Regions from separate parts of the Mus musculus genome. Here region 1 is linked to region 2. A link is a contact called in public promoter capture Hi-C data. All regions are on one chromosome and are shown on one strand. The core of a region is the stretch at or near the end of the contact, and the rest is flanking DNA. Distances in the headings are between cores, read along the strand shown.

What was found. Capture Hi-C pulls out chosen DNA fragments and counts their contacts.
Region 1: a promoter capture Hi-C map of pancreatic islet shows a contact between it and region 2. The contact joins two enhancer-like sites.

The regions. Positions count from the first base shown.
Region 1 is chr17:28,704,546-28,712,227 of GRCm38.p6, reverse strand. All of the region lies in intron 1 of Mapk14 (mitogen-activated protein kinase 14), which reads right to left. Among named protein-coding and RNA genes, the nearest start is that of Mapk14, 17 kb to the right of the region's middle. Within about 2 kb of position 3,032, at least 94 of the 459 cell types and tissues checked have an H3K27ac peak or open chromatin away from gene starts, as enhancers often do. A contact at or near this core is called in pancreatic islet, where this site is marked.
Region 2 is chr17:28,180,114-28,187,531 of GRCm38.p6, reverse strand. All of the region lies in intron 1 of Zfp523 (zinc finger protein 523), which reads right to left. Among named protein-coding and RNA genes, the nearest start is that of Zfp523, 6.6 kb to the right of the region's middle. Within about 2 kb of position 2,116, at least 25 of the 459 cell types and tissues checked have an H3K27ac peak or open chromatin away from gene starts, as enhancers often do. A contact at or near this core is called in pancreatic islet, where this site is marked.

The DNA of each region.
Region 1 (7,682 bases), core at 1,783-4,282, 520 kb before region 2:
TGAAACAGTGACTCCACTCACAAGGTCATTCTCTACTCTGAAAAAAGATCTCATGACTTTTCCACCTCTCAAACTTCCAATCCCTTCTCTCCCTCCCTTTCCTTGAGAGAACAGAAGCTAGCAAAGGGAGATCCATATAGCTCCATCTCTTCTGTGGATCTGTGCACCCCAGATGCCCTCAGCCAACACTCTCCATAGTCTCTCTTACTCTAAGGAACACATGCCCTCTGATCAAACCCAAGACTGTGCTTTGGAGCCGTCCCACATCTTCTCAACAACATTCCTCCTGCGTGTTGCTGACTCACAAAGGGGAGGAGGGGGACGTAGGGGGACGTGGGACATACACATGGACACACATCGAGCGCGCGTGCGCGCACGCACACACACACACACACACACACACACACACACACACACACGGAACTGAACCCTGGGTAGGCGAGTGCTCTACCACTGAGTTATTTACACACTGATGTCTCACTTGTCTCAGAATGTGCTCTAGAAAGTTTCCATATTCATTAACTAGTTTTGATGATCTTCCTCACAGTTTAAAAAATTCTCCAAAACTTAATAATCTCCAAATTCTCAAGGTATGGGAACCATTCACGTCAGCTTCACCCAAGGATTAATTAGTAAGGAAACTCCTGGACACACCATCCTAGAGCTACAAATCAGAAACTGAAGAGAGCGCAATTCTCAAAGCCTTCATGCACTAACTAAAACAAGAGCTGTTAACCTACACCTATGCTGTTCAAAGTGCACTCTGTAGACCAGTGGTCCTGGCTCTGCCTGGGAGCTCCCTGAGAAGGCAGGATCTTGACCCACAGAGCAGAGTCTGCATTGTGACAATGTGATTCACACAGTTCCTAAGTTTGAGAAGCACAGCTAGACAGACAATGCTCTTCTCAGCTCCATTCATCCTTCAATCCAGCCTGCTGGAGCTGCTCTTCTCAAGCCCACTACCGGGCTCGGGCTCGGTAAGCACGTCAGACGGCCAGTGTTCTGGCCTAGCATTTGGCATGGTCAGACTCCCCCTTCCTCCTGTCAATCCTACAATGGACATGGGGCTTTCTGGGACTTTCTCTGCATCACATACTTGTACTACATAAGCTCCTGATGATGGAGTTCTTCAGGGGAGGGTCCTGGGCGGCTTTCATCTTCTCATCTTTATAACCTCCTTTACAGCTGTGTTACAGTTCAGCGTGAACTATCCTCCACAGGCGCATGGGTTAAACACTTGGTTCCCAGCTGGTAGCACCACTTTGCTGTTAGGTAAATCCAGGTTGGCCTTACACTCACTCTCAAGCTGAAGATAATCCTAAATTCCTGATCCTTCTGCCTCCACCTTCTGAACACTGGAACAACAGATGTGCCATTTCCAGATTGAGAGAATTCTAAAATCTTTGGAGGTGGGAGGGCCCAAGCAGATAGCTCAGTGGATGAGGGTACAAGCCTGACAACCTAAGTTTGATTCCAGGAACTCAAATGGTAAAAGGCGAAAACCAACTTGAAAATGTCCTCTGTCCTATACACGCACACCACGACACAAGAACACACAGTACATCACCTCATACTAAACAAAAGAGAAAAGCTTCAGTGTTTTCACTATGGTGGTAGAGCTTAGCTGGAAGGAGATAGTTTGGTTGGGCACCCTCTCTTCTGTCCCATTCCTGCCAGCTCAGGTGTACAGAACAGCCCACGGTATGCCCTCCCACGTGCTCTGCTCGAGGGTATGGATGGAGGCAAGCACGGGGGAGCCCTGTGAAATGGAGACCGTAAGCCCTGGCTCCTTTCTCCTCTCAGGTGTTTGGTTGCAGGGATGAGAAAACTACACAACTGGTCATTTCGGGTTAAATTCCATCTATAAACACAAAACCCCCAAAGCCTATCCTTTCTTGAAATCTCTTTTCTGGGCAGCAGGACTGTGGGCGGTCCAGAAGATACCTAATTCTTAAGAACTTGACAAGGTGAAAAGATCCGTCCTACAAGCTGCCCTCCGACGTGCAATTTCAAAATAATAAATGACTATTTTAAACTCAAGGAATTTTCTTGTAATACAGAATAAAAATGCACATTTCCTACCGCTGTCTAAGTTTCAGATGAGTTGACCCAATCCCAGGGCTCACCCAATCAGTAGTCCCCCACCACAGGCCTGCTCTGGTGTGCTGGCTTCTTTCAGTTCTGTAAACTATTTGGATCTGCTGCTGCTAGTTCCTTCTCGCCTACCCGCACCCACCCCACAACTAAATCTTTATTCTTCAAGTATATATAGGCAGAGTCACCCCTCCACAGGGGTTCCTACCCACCTGAGGCAAGCACTCTCCGTCTTTCACCCTTTATCTCCATAAGACCATAAGACAACCTTCCCTTTACCAGTGTGTGGTTAGAAACTGAGGAAATGGCCATGGCCCCCACACAATGTGGCTTCTTCAACTTCCACTCTGAGTGTCATGCCTCATGCAGCCTTTGTAACTCTGTCCTCTCCTTGGGGATGAACCTGTGGGGAGCAGGGAGGGCCAGCAGGATGTGGCCACACCTACAAGTTCAGCTCAGCTGGATAGCAGAACAGCTGCCCATTATGATCACTACCCAGGCTCTTTTGCAGCCAGCTCCAGAGCAAGAGGGGCAGGTTCCACCCTCTGACTTCACTAGCCACTCAGTGGAGGACAGATGCCGCACAGGGACCCTACAGTCCCCAATAATCACAATGATTAGTATATGTTTATTTACCACCCACCAGGTAGTTAAACAAGGGCTGGGCTCTGGAAGAGGACTATCAGGGTTTTAATACTAGCTTTGCCACTTAATAACTCTTGAGGAAGTTAATTAAATTCTACCAACCTCATATATAAAACAAATATAATGTCTGTATCTAACCTAAGGTACTAGTTTTTATGGCAGGTTTAGCAAATTTTGTAAAACTCAATTATCAGACATTAATAATGACTCCTACTGCCACCTGCCCTGGGCAAGTTGAGGACAAGAAGTCCATCTGTTTCCCTCACCATCGTGATACAAAGGGCTCAAAACCCCAGTTTCCTCAATTAGCACTTCCCAGTTCCCTCAGGGTTGGACACACACCAGACAAATACTGGTCAGTAAGCTGAGCCGCATACCCTTTACTAATGTTTGTTTTATTTTGAGACAGTGTCTGGCTAAATTTTCTACACTGGCTTGAATGTATGACCTTCTTGTCAGTTACTGTGTGTTGGGATTAGAGACACATGCCACCACTCCTGGTTTATAGGGCTTCTTTCTTTTTTCTTTTTTTGTGGTTTTGTTTTTGGGGGACAGGGTTTCTCTGTGTAGCCCTGGCTATCCTGGAACTCACTCTGCAGACCAGGCTAACCTTGGACACACAGATCCGCCTGCCTCTGCCTCTCCAGTCCTTGGATTAAAGGTGAGTGCCCCTACCACCAAGCGATGTTATTTTATTTTATGAATACAAAAGAAAACAGTAAATATGGTAGCTGATGTCACAAAACTTACTATCTACCTGGGATAACAAAATGCACAAGATACCAGGAATGACCAATTAAACAGCCAACAGACAGTTAAACATTTCTCCAAATCCTGGATTAAAAAACCATATATACCGAGGCCTGTGAAATGGTTCAGCAGGTAAAGAAAAGATGAGAGGGTAAAGGCACTTACTGCCAGGCCTGAGAATACAGCCCCGGAAACCTACACAGTGGAAGGAGAGAGAACTGACTCCTGCAAGTTGTCCTCCGACATCCACAAGTCTAAGTCTGTAATGATGCATACTCATTCATTTATTCATTCTCATTCTCTCATTCTTTTCCTGACTTCTTGTTCTTCCAGAGGTCCTGAGTTCAATTCCCAGCAACTGCATGGCTCACAACCATCTCTAATGGGATCTGATGCTCTCTTCTGGTGTGTCTGAAGATAGTGACAGTGTACTCATATAAATAAATCTTTAAAAAAGGATCTCCTTCCTCTCTCTCTCTCTCTCTCTCTCTCTCTCTCTCTCTCACACACACACACACACACACACTGAAGCTGGGAGTAGTAGTGAGTGGTTCATGCCTATAATCCTTCTGCTTGGAAGACAGAGGCAGATGGGACATGGTAGAAGCCAGTCTACTACAGAGTAAAATCATATCTCAAAACATCGGCACAGATACAAACAAAATAGGGTTCAAAGTACATATCTGTTGCAGCCTGGTCACAGGAAAACTAGAAACTACTTGAAATTCCAACAACAGGACTTTAAAATTCTAGTACATTCTCCGTTCACACACATGGAGCAAAGAGCAAGACTCTTTCATGTACTGAGGGCAAAAGAACAAGTTTCAGAAGCAGAAAATGATTCTATCATAGGGAAATACTGTATTCATACAGCATAAATATCTAATATATCCTAAACTTGTTACACTCTTTTGAACAGTGTATGTTTCCATTTTCTCTCTCTCTTTTTTTCTTAAAACAAGCTTTCATTTCTCATGGAGGCCATTAGTAGAGTGAGATACGTGACTCACACTGCTGCTCTGTCACTTAGTGGTGTTTTCAACTTAGTGCAAACTACTAGTTAGTAGCAATTACATTTCCTTCTAATGATACTTACACGGACATAATCACCATATGTAAATCTGAAACCTACATTCCTAAATCACAATCATTTTTCATTTTACCAAGTAATTTTCAAATCTGCCTTTTGTGATATTCTCACTGATGCAGTCACACCAGATGTCCGCACATATAACGCAGCACCAGCTCAGTGACCGTCTAATGCTTCCTCCCTAATCACATGCTCTCATTACAACATACTAATTCTTACCATAGAGGACACACACTCCCATGAAAATACACCTTACATGTACAAGACAGGCAGGAGTTACTCAGACATAGTTCTTGTGGGTTGGAAACCCTCCAGCAAAGGCTGCTAATGCCCTAGAGCTCTATGCACTAACATGCTGCTTCCTCTCCCTATCAGAGCAGTATTTGGAAAGAACAGAAATCATGCATTCTGCTCTAAATTATAAATTTCCAAAAGCAGACACTCCTAGAAAAGCCTTAAACCATCTAAAAAACAAACTGAAAGCCCAGAGGAAAGGAATCTACAATCCACTCAACAAGTGACTATGCCACATACTACTATTCTGGCACTGTCTAGTTCATTTAAATTGAAAAGGTACCTTGAGAAAGGGTCTCTTCTCTCACTGGCCTAGAACTTACCAAGTAGGCTGGACTGGGCAAGCCCAAGATCTGCCCTTCTGTGCTGCCCCAGTGCTCAGATTACAAGTGCATGCCATGACACCCAGATTCCCCCTCCCTTTCAAAATGTGGTTTCCAAGGGAACAAAATGTCCCCTCTGTTGAAAACCACTGATCTAGAGAAGACTGTAGCAGCCCTGTGCAGAGATCTAGATAGTAACCAGGCCTTCTGTCAATAGCCACACGGGTAAGGTGCCTTTAGAGGATCCTCTAGCCTCAGACAAATGTAAAGGCCCTTATTTTACCACTCCAGCACAATCAGGGGTTTTATAAGGTCATTTCCACACAGGTATAAACCGCATTTTTGAGTGTTATGTCCCTCCCACTGTGCCTTCTTTTATAAAAGGGGCTATTTTCCAAAGCCTCATTACAGTGTACCACTAGAAACATTTCTCCATTTTGCTGTTTCAAAATCTCAATAGCAAATATTTCTTTAAGTAATCATAATTAACTCACTTCAAATAAATCTAAAATATCAGACTAACCATATTACACTCAAGTTACTATGGTCTAGCTACCAGCATGGAAAAAGCTTTCATAGCAATAGTTCCTAGGCTCCATCTCTGTATAAATCTGAGCTACAAACCTAACTATGGGTAAACACAAGGACTGATGTCTCCACAAGCTAACTTCCCGAAGTACAGAACTTTCTACCTTATACAATATCTGGACATTTTATGATAGCACTTAGGGTATTATCTAGTGCTGGGTAACAAATATTCCCAAAATGTGGAGCTTTAAACCTGATTTATTATCTCCTATTGTTGTGGATCAAGAACTAGGAAGCTATTTAGCAAGGTGGCTCTGGCTATTTCCCCGAAAGCTGCAGTGAAGAGATGGACCATAGCAAGTCTCTTCTAATTGTTTTTACATTTTCATCATGGGAAGGCGTGTTTTACCTACATGTATATCTGTGTACCATGTTCATGCAGTAGTCAAAAGAGGAAGTCACATGCCTTGGAATTGGAGTTACAAATGGGTGTGAGCTACCATGTGGGCCCGGAGAACCAAACTTAGGTCCTCTGGAAAAGCAACCAGTGCTCTTAACTGCTGAACATCTCTCCAGCCCAACAGTCACTTTTATACCTGCTGAGGCTGGAGGATCCTTTTCCAAGGGTTCTCTTAGCTGTAGTGCTTGCCATCTTGGGCTCTCCACAGGGCTGCTTTGCAGGCTTCCCCTAGAAGTTCTTTAGAAAGGGTGATTTAGGGCTGGAGAGATGGCTCAGTGGTTAAGAGCACTGACTGCTCTTCCAGAGGTCCTGAGTTCAATTCCCAGCAACCACATGGTGGCTCACAGCCATCTATAATGAGATCTGATACCCTCTTCTAGTGTGTCTGAAGAGAGCTTCAGTGTACTCATATACATGAAATAAATACTATTTTAAAAAAGAAAAGAAAGGGTGATTTTGTTCCCTAGAGGACATCCAAAAGTCATTCTGGACTGTCACAACCAAGTCTTAGAGAAGAATGTTCCTGGCACCAAGTAGGTGGTGTCCAGAGATGCTGCTTGCTAAGCATCCTACAGGAGATACAACAGCCAAGAATTATGAACAACTATTTGACCCCAAATGCCAAAGTGTATCAGAGCTGAGAAACTATGCTCTAGAATAGGGGTGTCCAACCTCCTGAACTGTGATAGAATGATGTCATCTATGCATGTGTTGGGTGGAATTCATAGCTATCCTGATGCACATGGCCTGCAAAGCAGCCTGTAAGCAAGATGTTGGATATCCTACTCCTTCAGCAGTGTTCCCAGGGAAAAAGCACCACAGGAGGTACAATCTCATTTACAGCATTCCTTCTGCAGCCACTCATTCCTGCCACATTCTACACAGTAGAAAACTGAGCCACCAAGTACAGTCCTCAGTAGAGGGGAAGGAACTAAGCTCTGCCTCAACAGGACATCTTAATTCTTTATTCAGACTACAGATGTTCTCTAATTTGCTCTCCAACTTTGTTCTATACACCTTTAAGACTGAGAAGATGGCAAGCACTCAGTACCAAATTACTTGGAATTCTGACGTGAGCGTCTCCAGGCTGATGATAAGCAGGCAGATGCTCTCCCAATGCTCAGCAACAGCATCTGTCCCAGGAAGCCGGGTGTTCACACACTACAGTGTAATCTGTTGCTAAGGCAGGACACTGGGGTGGATAGATGTGTTAGAAGCACTATGACTTAATATTCCAACTTACCGGGTTTTTTGGTTTGGATTTCTTTTGGGCAAAAAAAAAAAAACAAAACAACAAAACAAAAACCCAAACAAACAAACAAACAAACCTCCATAACCAATGTTAAGTCAAAGTTAGTATTTCTTTTTCTTTTTTTTTTCTTTTTTAAGGTTTATTTATTATTATACACTGTACACTGTAGCTGTCTTCAGATGCACCAGAAGAGGGCATCAAATCTCATTATGGGTAGTTGAGCCATCATGTGGTTGCTGGGAATTG
Region 2 (7,418 bases), core at 867-3,366:
GTCTCTGCTCTTAACCACCGAGCCATCTCTCCAGCCCCTTGTCTACATTTTTAAAGACGTTGTCTAAGGCTATCAGAGAGGTATAGAGAAATCAATCAAACGGGAACAGCTTCTGGGAACTCAGACCTGAACCATCTCGTCTAGGAGCGACCCACTTGGCTGGGATCTCTGGTCCTGACTGGTTCTGGACTGCTCTACAACTCTTAACTCCCATTCTCTTAATCAGGGAGAGAGTTTTTTTGGTTTTGGGTTTTTGTTGTTGTTGTTTTGTTTTTTGGTAACCCGTTTTACTGTAACCACAACACGTGAGAAATAAGGACACATATAAGACTTGGCCTAAATACAAAACAGACCACAGGCTGGAGAGACAGAATGGCCTCTAGCTTCCATGGCTGGGTTGGTAGCTCCCACAGTGACAGGTGGTTGAATTTAGAGTGTCTGCTCTCTACAGGGCTCTGCAGTCGGATAGCAAACGGATGAGCCTCTCTTGAGCCTCAGATGCTGCAGCTGAGACAGCAGAGACACTGCTTCCTAGGTTATTGTAAGGGCTAGATGAGGTCGCACATGCTGCCACTCAGGACAGGACAGGCACATGGAGAGGACTCCAGCATGGAGGCTCTGGAAGGGGAGTATGGCACCATCTTAGTTCAGGTCCTCATGAAGGAACTGGATGGCTCTCTGCAGAAGAGGTTTCTGCCTCCCTGCCTGCTTCCTTGCCCGTTGGCCCCGATGGCCTTACAGTCCTTCCCACTGCTCAAGCTAACACAGCGATGACGGACACACCCTTAACATGTGCTGGACACTGCTTTATGAGGAGGCGCACACAACCCCTCGCAGATGAGGCTACTGAAGCTAGGAGGGAAAATGATCGGCCCAAGGTCCCAAAGCTGCCAGCTGCTGCTGAAGTGGGCTGGCTGGCCTAGGTGTGGGCCTCCACACTTCCTACTGGTAAAGTATAGAGCACTGTTAGCACTCAAAGCTCTGTAACCTCACCCCAGCCTTCTAGATCTGCCACGACAAGGGGAATTGGGGCTGGAGAAGCTGGGAGCCACATTTCCCAAAATGTCCCTTCTTAGACCCAAATAAAACCAAACCTATCCTTCTTTTCTTCCTTCCTCCCTTCCTTCCTTCCTCCCTTCCTTCCTTCCTCCATCTCTTCTTTCTCCTTCCTCCCCCCATCCCACTTCCTGTCCTGGCACACATGCTCATCAAGTGTTCTACCACGCGTTGCCCAGCCCAGCAGCACACATCTTCACTCCGCTGCCTGGTCGCACATCCAGGCTGAAGCATCCCTTTCCTTCTTAAACCCTGAGGTGCACACCCTGGAAGCACATGCTGCTGTCCCCCCAGGCACGAGCCATGGTCCTCATTCTCCCTTCCTCTTTCCTTCCTCCCTTTTGCTTGAGATATGGTCTAACTAGGTTGCTTAGCATGGTCTTGAACTTGTGATCCTCCTGCCTTCTGAAGCTGAGATTGCAGGTTTGTGCACTGAGTCTTGGTGCATCAAGTCTAAGGGGTGAGAGTCTTGACTGGCAGCCATCTGCCTTTAGCCTATAAGCTTGGCCTCCCTTCCCCTTCTTTAAATGATGGCTTACTCTGAATCCTCTTATGCTAGCACTAAACTCACGAGCGACGGGCAGACCTCAGAGGCTGTCTGGGCAGTTCCTGCCCACAGTGGGCATTTCAGCGTCAAGATGGACGGAGGAGGTATGTGGTTTATCAGCTCCTGGGTACGGTGAGGGGCAGTTGGGAAGAGAGGGAGACAAGAGTGATGACAACCAGACCTCAAGCAACCACTCCTGACTTTTTAGAGCAGCCCCAGCAGCTTGCTCCACTTTTTAAAACCAACTCAACCTATTGACTGAATGCAGAAAATCCTCTTGCTGTGGTGTGTAGATGCATCTCCTATTGCCAAGGCACCAGGGGATGCAGGCTTCTGAAAGGCTTTGCGGATGAGCGGATTGTCTCTAGGTCCCTCCACACAGCCTGCTCTATGTAAACTATCTGCAAGAGGCAGGAGTCTGAAGGGAGCATGCGCACTTGTGTTCCACACTTAGCAAAGGTTCAGCTCTGATCTGGTCCACATCCAAGCCTCTCGTGGATGGCAAACATTAGTCTGGGAGGGACAAAGGCTGATGGGGACAAGGGGCAAACAAATCAGATACAGATCTGGGAGAGCTGTGGTAACAAACTGATTCTGTATCTGCTGTTACAGAAAAGGACTTCGGTGCACATCAAGACCCAAGCCTAGTTCTGTGGTTTTCTAAACCATGAAGAGAAAACAGGAAATTAGTAACAGAAAATTGCGCTGCTCAGGGCATCACACACACATCCCTGCCAAAGGCAGGCTGGCTGTAAAAGCCCAGCTCATGCTTGCATGGTTATATACTGCTGTGAGAGTCACAACAAGGCAAGTGGCCAGGCAGAGTGGATTACTTCCAGTTCCAAATCACAGGGGATGCAGGTCTGTCATTATGGAACGGAAACTATTTCAACTAAAATGGAATCTTGAGTACACATTGCATTTAACACCTCCACTTGTGACCATCCAGGATGGTGGTCACAGGTGGCTCTCATCCTCACTTTCAGTTCAGGAATGTCCAGAATCAAGGCATGTTGGAAGATTATACTAACTTTGGACTAATAGGCAAATTAGCAGAGTGTACCTTTATTTTTATTTCATTTTTTCCCCACTGAAATAGAGAAATGGCACAAGTGGCGTAGCCACCCTCTGAGCGTTACTTTTATTCTGGCACTCAGAGGGCAGATGCAGGTGTGTCTCTGTGATCGCAAGGCAGCCTGGACTAGACCACAAATGCCAGGCCAGCAGAGAGCGACAACAAAACCCTGCCACAAAAACCCAAAACCAAACAAACAAAGGAAAGAAAGGAAGGGAGGGAGGGAGGGAGGGAGGGAGGGAGGGAGGAAGGAAGGAAGGAAGGAAGGAAGGAAGGAAGGAAGAAAGGAAGAAAATATTAGCAGTGATAAAGGCATCCAGCTGTGGTCACCACGGCTTGACAAGTACCGTTCTTGCGAAAAATGACATATCCCATCAGCATCAGGAGAGGTGGGGACACACCATTAACACCATTTAGTTAAGATATCAAAGTGGAACAATATGCAAAATCTTAATGAGGAAGAGAAAGTACTTTTGGCTTTCAGAAGGAAAAAAAAAGCCAATGGACAAAAGAGCTTGTCAGGAAAACCAATAGATGGAGAATCAAAAAACTATCTACAAAATATACTAAAACCACAGAGACAAACTGTGTTGGAGCTCACAATGTAAACCTACAAGGCAGACAGATACAGGAGGATCCACAGAACTTAGGGGCCAGCATGGTTACACATAAGCCAAGGCTACAGAGTGAGAACTATCTCAGTAAGACAATAAAGAAAGCGAAGGTTTAAAGAGACACCGTAATGGAGAAGAGGTGGCTGGAAACATGCTAGCCCTGAAAGGCTGTCAGAAAGGTGCCTCCAGAACACTGGCAACATCCTACAGGGCCAGGGTGAAGGCTGACATGAAGTCTTGTCTCCTGTCACGGCAGTGTGAGAGGGGACAGTCACTGTGGAAAGCAGCCTGGCAGCCACTTACGTTGGTGCTGGCACAACCTTCTCATGTGATCCAGTGATCACTCCTTTTCATCGTGAACTGGGAATACCTCCACAGACATATTCATTCAAAGCCCAAACTCATGGAAACCAAGATGTCCTCAACAGGCAAACTATGGCACATCCCTTTAATGGAATAGTTTATGTTTTAGAACGTATGTTTATGTGAGTATGTGTGCTTCTGTGTGTGAATGTATAAGTGTATGTTTGTGCAAGTGTGAGCGTGTGTGTATTGAGTGTGTATGTACACAGAGGCTGGAGGCTCACACGAGATTTTCCTCGGTCACTCTGTACCTTACTTTCTGAGACAGTCTCTGAAACTGACTGGTTGGCTGGACTAGTTAGCAGCAAGCTCTGAGGACCGGTGAGGTTCCAGCTCCACGGTGCTGGAGCCCTGGTGCACACCAGTGCATCATGTGGAGGCCCTTGTGCCTGGTAGTATGAAGCCGACTGCCGTGCTCCCGGAGGGCAGGCTCAGTCTCCCTCAGGCCACACGTGGGGGGTGCTCCTGGTTACTACTGTACGAATGGAGGAAGAAAGGAGGAAATCTATCACCGACACACTGCCTGGGCAGAATCACAGCCTCAGAGGTGCCTTGCTGCCTTCCTCATTCTAAATTCACCAATGCTCACAAGAGGGGCTGAGGTGACAGCTCCCTTCTAGCCTAAGGTAGCCGTTTAGAAGGGAAGCCAGGAGCTGTGGGATCACACGGCTCCCTGCTGGCAGAGTCCAGGCAGACTCCTAACCCTCCAGCTTTTCCTTCTACATGCAGTCTGGCACTGGGAGAGCAGGCAGTACGAGGGCCCCACAGATCTATATATCGAGCTGCTTATCAATGGTTCTATTTTGCTGTCTAAAAGGGTCTCACAAGTGACAAGCTTATTCTAGGACAGCCAGAGCTACACAGAGCAAACTCTGACTCCGAAAAAAACCCCAAAACCCAAACCAAATCAAACATAAAACCAAACAAAAAAGTGAATTCCAATATTAAAAGAAAAGAAGTGAATTCTGGGGCTGGGGATATGGGCTTGGTGGCGCATGTCTGTAATCCCATTCCTCAGCAGGTAAGATTATAGAGTCAAAAGCTCAGGTCACCCCTGCTACACAGTAAGTTAGAGCCCAACCCGGGCTGCAGGAGACTCTGACTCTGGGGGGTAGGGCTGGGGTGAAGTCCTAGCCTCTCCTTCTCACAATCTGACTTTCCAAACTCCCTCCTTCAGTAATGGGAATTGGGAGCTGTTCCCAGTGTCTTTACCTGACACTTTCAACCCATCCACCTCTAGGTGCCTCTTTCAAAGTACGGCCACGTTCCAACAGTTTCTCTCTCACTCCTTTACTGTGGATCCAAGCCATCAACTTTCCTTTTCTGGACCACTGCAAGAGGACCCCCAACAGTTCCTATTAAATGAGCCTTCTGTCAGTTCCCATTGCAGGAGCACCCCAACACTTCCCACTGCAGGAGCACCCCATCTTTTCACTCTGCCCCAACGCAACTGAGTCACAACACAGCAGTCAGAGGGACTTTCAGAACAATAGTCAAATCCTGCCACGTATCTGCCTGGACTCCTCGAGTGGCTGGTGGCCTGTAAGAAGCAATCTACTCCCCACCTCAGCGGCTCCTGCTCTTTCCCTTGTCAGGCTGCCAGCCATTTGGGTACCACAGCTGTACTGCCTGGCTCCTCATGATTTTGGCTTATTTCTGCCTCAGGCCCTTTGAGCTTGCTTGTCTACTGTTACAGAAATAACCTTCCTTAGATACACACACCAGCTTCATCTTCTCTGTTCAAATGTCACCTTGTCAGTAACAAGTTCCTTGCCACTCTGACTAAAACAATAATCCTGGCTGCCCTCTCTACTCTACTTCACTGTTTCAATTGTCTTGGGGTTTTTTGTTTTTTGTTTTTTTTTTGACAGTTCTCTATTCCCAGAACCTAAAAGAGTGCTTTGCATATAGCAGACATCAACCAAGGACTTATTGGATGGATGGATGGATGGATGGAGGACTGAATGAACCCCCATGCCTTCAGGATCTCCCAACAGGTCAGGAGAAATCCTTGCTGAGCCTAGCTTCTCTAACCTGGGGGTGGGGGGCGGCGGAGGGGAGTACCCTCCCACTGCCTCACCTTTCTCCAGATCCAGTCAGCTATTTCCCACAAGAAAGCACCGGAGCTGGGGAGCGGGGTGGTACCAGGGCAACAGGTTCTAGTTGCTAGGATAGTGCAAGTCCCAAACTCCCGGCAGAGACGTCTGCAGAGTGCGGTTTAAGTTTAGCCTTCTGAGGTCTCACAAACAGAAGAGGTCAGATACCGGTCAGGGCCAAGCAGCCTGCTCAGCCTAGGTCAGCTCTGATTCAAATAGAAGCTCATTTGACTGGAGGTGTTTTCTGAGGAACGGGGCTAAACTTTACGTAATCATCTATCTGGTCCCCAACCCCCAACTCCTGATGTGGACCGCTGAAACACAGAAAAGCTGACATAGTAGTATTAAAACTTTCGCAGGCCCAACAATTTCCAACAGCCAGCTAGCGACTGGTCCTCTGCTCTCACCTAAGCAGTTCACATAGCCATTTTTTTTTTTTTTCCAAAACAAGTCTATAGAAACCAGTCCCTGGCTGTTTCCACTGGGTCCTAACACCCTCTTCTTAGAACTCTTCATTTTTCTGTGTGTGCGCACTCGCACCCACAGGCATGCCGTGCCATCCGTGTGGCCATCAGAGGACACCTTGGAGTCAGTTCTCTCCTACCATACGGGCCCTGGGAATCAAACTTGGGTCATCAGGCTCCTTACCAGCTGAGCCATCTGGCCTGAAGTCTAGTGTCTCCTCAACTTACTACCCAAAAGCAAACAACCCGAGAAGCCCAGCGTAACCATCCATTGCCTCACCAGAAAGATGACTAAACAGAGGCAGCCAAGTTCCTCGATGTCTGACCTGCTAGCATGCTTAGAGGGCCCTGTGCGAGGAGGAAGTGGCCACAGAATGTGTTCTAATCCTTGCAGTGACGCAGAAATTCAGTTTCCTCAGTGCAGGAAGCAATGACTGACTGACTGCCTTCTAAAGACAAGGAATTCAGGGTCCACTCAGTGTAGCCAGCAATGGCTGACTACTGTCCAAAGATGGGGGGGGGGCATTAAGATGTCAGATGATAAAGGGATTTGCCCTCTGCTCTCAAGGAAGTCACAGGGAGGAGAGCCATAAGGCAGATTATGTCCTAAGGACATAAAAGCAACCTAAGTGGGCACGATCCTTCTGAAATCCACCCCAGGATCCTGCCATTTCACCTTCAACGATTATGGCTCTACAGCCAACACTGGGATTCGGGTGACCTACAGAACAGACTGTGGGGCACCTTCTCTGCTATTCACATTCCAGCTTCCAGTGGGAGGGGAGCCAAGGGCTCAGAAAACAATAGGACTAATTCAGTGCCAGTGGGGGTGTGACAGCACACTCTAGCCTCAGAGGATCTGCAGTGGCCTCAGAAAGAGGCTGGGAACAAGAGTGTGTTCGGGAGACACAGCCACATCAGTCCTAAAGGCCTTCCAAGGGCTCTCTCCTTGCTACCTAAAGACAGAGAGACTCCTGGGTCTCTAGCATCTGAATCCATCAGACGTTCCTGGAGCACGGTTCTTGGGACAAACCAGAAGTTTGGGGTGCCTCTCCTACACAACTGAAAGTAGGGGTCTCAGAATCCAAAAGCCATGGACATTTCAAGAGCAGAACTGGAAAGGAAGCAGAGGCACAGTACAGTCAAGTTTGTCAAGATCCGTGAGGTAAGGACACTTACTGACAGGAACAGGGAGGAGGAAGC